2 separate regions of the Mus musculus genome follow, and region 2 is linked to region 1. A link is a contact called in public Hi-C data. All regions are on one chromosome and are shown on one strand. Each heading gives the region's core, a stretch centred on a gene start, on an enhancer-like site or on the middle of the called end of the contact. The rest is flanking DNA. Distances are from core to core; before and after follow the strand shown. Region 1 overlaps Ntm (neurotrimin). Region 2 overlaps Ntm (neurotrimin).

The links. Hi-C and Micro-C count contacts between places; a contact is called where the count stands out from the background.
Region 2: a Hi-C map of cerebellar granule neurons shows a contact between it and region 1, with 3 times the contacts expected there. The contact joins two enhancer-like sites. A contact is called at or near these places in 9 of 484 Hi-C or Micro-C datasets (the HL-1 cell line, brain, cardiomyocytes and 3 more) and 5 of 115 datasets of contacts at active chromatin or transcription factors (SST interneurons, embryonic basal ganglia, embryonic forebrain and 2 more).

What each region holds. Positions count from the first base shown.
Region 1 is chr9:29,219,292-29,221,991 of GRCm38.p6, reverse strand. The region is part of intron 1 of Ntm (neurotrimin); the gene reads left to right. Among named protein-coding and RNA genes, the nearest start is that of Gm15520, 190 kb to the right of the region's middle. Within about 2 kb of position 1,386, at least 15 of the 459 cell types and tissues checked have an H3K27ac peak or open chromatin away from gene starts, as enhancers often do. A contact at or near this core is called in cerebellar granule neurons, where this site is marked.
Region 2 is chr9:29,408,071-29,410,770 of GRCm38.p6, reverse strand. The region is part of intron 1 of Ntm (neurotrimin); the gene reads left to right. Among named protein-coding and RNA genes, the nearest start is that of Ntm, 3.3 kb to the left of the region's middle. Within about 2 kb of position 1,375, at least 1 of the 459 cell types and tissues checked has an H3K27ac peak or open chromatin away from gene starts, as enhancers often do. A contact at or near this core is called in cerebellar granule neurons, where this site is marked.

The DNA.
Region 1 (2,700 bases), core at 137-2,636:
GGGCACACACTCTGAGCCCAGAAGACTGAGCACAACCAATATTACAATGCTCCTCCCCGAAGCTGTGCCCACTTAGTGAGGATGAATAGAGACTCTGAACTCAGAAAACTCCCAGGGGGAAGCACTGGTAAGTTTGGGATAAATAAATGTGTGCTTATTAATTTAATACGTATGGTTAGAACATGAGCCCGTCTGTACTGGCGCAGAAAAGAAAGCTATTAAAATTTATTTAGTAGGGGGAGACCCAAAAAGAGAAATCAATCCAGTGGGAAGAGCAGAGAGTGTGAGGAGCATCATGTAGCGGAAAGAGAGATGAGGCAGGCGGGGCTGAACAGAAGCCTGTGTTAAGGTGCAGGAGTAGAAAGGAGGAAAGACCCAAGGGCCTCAGTGGAAGGGCTATGATCCCCAGCTTCCAAGATAAAACCCGGTGCTGAAGCAGCAGACGCATGGCTAATTGTCTCTAATTATCCTGAGCTGACCTCTCCAGGTTGGAGTCCCAGGCAGTTGGCTAGCTGACACTGCAGGTTTCTGTCATTTCACAGCTTTGATGTCCAGGCCCCAGAGTACTGAACTGATTGCTTCCTGCTGGGGTACCTGGGCTTGGGGAAGTTCTCAACTCTCCTCATCTTTTTCTCCTTAACCTAAGGTTGCTTTCCAGCTGAAGAAATCCAGGGCATTCTCTACAATACCTTGCCAGCCTTCAGGAGGGGTGAGGCAGAGCAAGTGAATCATCTTTGCCAACCTTCCGAGTCTCTGTTCTAAACCCAGCCTCTTTTCTGCAAAGACATCTCGAAGTTAATGATTGGAGGCTAAACTGGGACCAAGTGCTCTGTGGAGAAGAGGGTGGGTGTTGGCCTGTAGCCATCAGTGAAATAGCAAGGTTCAATTACTTGCTCCCTGAAGCTGAAACAATTGACATTATCCCACATAATATTACTTGACCTACATTTTCACTTGAAAGCTTTCAGCTACCAGTTTGAATGTTGAGTTATAAATAAACACATTCAAATGACAGGAACGAGAGGGGCAGAACAGCAGTGCCCACTAAGCAAACACCTCTACCTTCTCATCTCTTTACATTTGGTGTCTTGTTTACCCGACTTCTATGCAACGGCAGTCTTCAGCTCGTCCACCTAAAGGGGACTCATTCCCATGTAATAAGGAAGCCGCTTTACCCAGGAAGGGGTATCAACGTCCATGACAGGGAGATTTCAGCCATCTGGATTCAAAGGGTCAGATTATCCACTGGCAGCAATTAAGCGGCTCCATGTGGAGCAGCCACGTGACCACACCAAAGGCGCTGCCAAGACAGGAGGTTAGTAAACAGAAGTACCCGCAGGAAGGCTTCCAGGTTGGCCACAGCCCTGGCCACTTGGCATTTACACAGCTTCCTCTCTGCGGCATCCCATCTGTCTGGGCCCACACCCACCTATAAGCTGTCTGCAGAGAGTTTAAACAAACTAGGACCGACGAGCTGATTTTGTTTGAGATGTTAAAAGTCCAGAATGGAGTGGATCTTCAGGGAAACTCTTAAGCATCCACAGCACCCACAGCATCTGCAGCATCTGCAGCACCCACAGCATCCACGGCATCCACGGCATCCACAGCATCCACAGCATCTGCAGCATCTGCAGCACCCACAGCATCCATAGCATCCAAAGCACTCACAGCACACACAGCACCCACAGCATCCATAGCATCCAAAGCACACACAGCACCCACAGCATCTGCAGCACCCACAGCACCCACAGTATCCACAGCATCCAAAGCACTCACAGCACACACAGCACCCACAGCATCCACAACATCCACAGCACCCACAGAATCTACAGCACTCACAGCACACACAGCATCCACAGCATCCACAGCACCCACAGAATCTATAGCACTCACAGCATCCACAGCACACACAGCCCCACCCCCAAATCTACAGCATCCACAGCATCCACAGCATCCACAGCATCCACAGCATCCACAGCACCCACAGCATCCACAGCATCCCTTCCCTAGTGGGCAGACCATTCCTCCAATGTTGTCAGGCTGCATGATCTGCTGGAGCTGAGTGGAATGGTGACTGTAATCATTTACCCATAAACACATACAACACAGGAAGTTGCTGTCTCTGCTATTTTATTATGAGTTTTTGTAGAGGCAGGGTAGCTCTCTGAGTTCTCCGTGCAATCTACGAATTCTGAAAGTTAGAAATCCCCAAAATATATAGAACCTCCCAACACTGTAGCCACTCTTCAATACACCAGGTGTTTACTTATCAGGTACCATACTACTACCCTGTAGTCTGAAGTCAGACTTCTTCTTTGGACCCGCTGGTTAAAAGAAAAAGGATTAGGCCTTATGACTACAGACTATCACCCAGTCAATGCCCTCTCCTGATTTCTAGTTAGAGTCTTCTCACAGGATGCATACGTAGGTATGCACAAGAATTTCATATCTATTGATTGATACTCCCCTGTCTTCTTTAATGTACCCAAGCTGAATATGGTGTAAGTAAAAAGGCTGGTTTTTGTTTGTGTGTTTTTGTTTTCCCACATGAGCTAACAACAGCTTTCTAGCCACTAGTCTAAGAACAGTCTAGAACTCATTATGCCCAGCTTTCTGGGTTTCTAGGGCTTACCATTCTTCTTATTGTCTTTGTCCTGCTTTGCTGGGACTACCTTGAGTTTTGGTGTATGAAGGATCCAA
Region 2 (2,700 bases), core at 126-2,625, 190 kb before region 1:
GGGCAAGACTGTCTCCCTCGCGATATTGCTACTGAAGCACTGACTCCATTTCCAGTTGATAAAACCACACCACTCACAGGAGGGCTACACGCCGGATGATTGTAATGGGAAATTCTCATCTCTGGAATTTTTAAGGGAGCAAGCAACTCTCCGTACCTCTCCTTGACTTAGTGTGTCCTTTTTAATAAAGTTTTAAAAACTGGCCAATGGTACTGACTGCAGGCAACAGGAAACTATTTTCATCCTCTAACGTGGAGATTCTTGGGAAATGAACCTTGGCCTTGGTGCCAAATGTCCTGGTTCCATCAGTGATGAGCTTGGAGTACCTGTGGACTGTGCACAGGGTACCCACAGGACAGACGATCTTGGGGAGTGAGTGCTGATATTACAGAGTTGAGTTGTGAGGACATTTTCAAAAAATACACGTGATTTAAAGAAACCACACAAGGGGCTGCAAACATCCCCAAATCCTTTGTCTTTGAGGACCTAACTCTTATGACTCCAAGGAACTCCTGGTTACTTATTGTCACATGAATGAACTTTGTAGGGACTACTTTAGATTAAGATGAACTATCTGGTTTTAAATATGCATCGGTTCCAGACTTCTTCAAAACAAAGACAAACCTCTAAACAATATAGTCAAGAAAATTTAGTGTTCTGTAGATGCCCCCTCTGACCCTAATCCTTGGCTACAGGGAGCAGACCTCCAGGGACAAAATAGAGACACTATCTATGGTGGATTGTTTTAGATACACATAGACACCTATCCACACACAGAACAGTGACAAAAGAGAAAAGAAGTTGGTCAGTGACCTAGAGATCTGAAGCTATCAATAGACCTCCACAGTGACTCTCACATTCTAAGGGAAGCAAGGGGATTGGAGTGACCAAAATGTCACCCCAGGACAGCAGTAGTCCCATAGTTCAGGAGGATATGGCCTTTTGAGAGTGACTGTATCCAGCAGGTGCCAGGGCCCTGGACTTGTTTCTAACAGGGCATTATTATGTATTGACTGCTTTGCTCTTGCCGTAGTCTCTTTCAGACACCAGCGTTTGTTTACAGTTTCGCAGACAGTTCACACAGTGGTCTTGTTTGAACACAAACAACACTATGAGGATATGGGTGAGGCTGCTTCCCTATATATACATCAGGATGGTCACCATCTAAGCTATGCTGTGTCAGGCCAAAAGACCGAATATCTTTGCGACTTTCAGGAGGGTGGACGTCTCAGTGGATGGAACCCTAAAACTGAGGGATGAGATGATCCAGGGTCTTCTTTCTGATCAAGAAATAGGGGCTGAAGTCCTCTGCTCACATGGAAGGCCACCCTGCAGCAAGACTGCAGTTCCCCTCATGACCAGCAGAGGGCTTTCTGCGCTGGTTACTTTTTATTTGGCTTTGTTCTCATCAGTATTATCCTGGAGGTCTTTTGTAGTCCTTAAAGAGAATAAATGTCTCAGCAACAAATTCTACTTTGTAGAAACTTTAAAAGTTTATCTAATTATCTCTAGTGATCTTTCTGGAGATACTAGGAAACAACCGCACTGGCAATCTGTACAGAGTTGCAGGCCTTTCTAAACTTTCCATCTTGGTGAGATCACATGACACAGAATTTTAAACTAAATATCCCAGTGTTGTTGAGAAGTCGCCTTGTATTAGGGAATACTAAAGTGCTTTATATAATATCCTATCTGTCATTCAACCTCCTAACATTATAAGTGAATTCTAATAATAATCATTATGAAGTTGCTACTATTATCACATTTTACAGATGAGAAAACGGAGGCATTGGCATGAAGAATTAGCCTCTCTTGGAGAATTTTACTGTTAAATGAGGAGATGGCTTTACTGTTAACGTGCTTGCTTTGTTCGGAATTCCTGATGGATCCCTAGTCTAACCTCTCCTCTCGCAGGAAAAAAAAATTATTTGATGAAGGTGGAATAGCTAGGAATTTTTGAACTGGGTCTAGCAGGAGGTTAACTAATGATGATGTTAGTAAGTTGAGTAGTATTATCACTTATTGACCAGCCTCTATAGTACTATGAACTATTACAGTTAATCTTCCCTACTCTCTGAAATTCATTTAATTATCTCCCATTTTATGGATGAGAGAGTTGAGACTCAAAGAGCATCATTTATCTGAACTCCCAGCAGTAGCAAGCAACAGAACTAGACCATGTACATTGAGATTTCCCAAGACTTATCAGGGCCCAATAAACACCGTGTCTTCCTACTTCCCCAGTGGGGATTAATGTCTGCCATCATTTTCTTCTTTGTAGTGTTGTGTAACTGTCTTTCTGAGTGGCCTGAGTGTATTATGGGAGAGCAAAGATCACACCTTTTAACGTCATGAGCTCCCTCACTAAACAGATGAGTTAAAAACAAAACAAAACACTCTTCACGCCTTCCCGGATTTCTCTGACTTTCTTTTGTATGTTAACAGTGATCAAACAATAAAGATTTATTGTGTGGTTCTCTCAGGAAAGGTGCAAAGCCAAGAGATGAAGTGTGGAAGGAGTCCTGGGTGCACTCACCAGGGCCAGCCTGTGAACAAGATAATCCAGATTAATACATGGGGCTAGGATGGCAACAGGGGAGGCTCTGAGCACAGTGCCCCCTGGTGGAGGGAGGCTCTCAGTGGTTAGGACTGAGAACAAGTAGAGATGGTACTAAGTAGCTCAGAACCCAAGATGGCTAC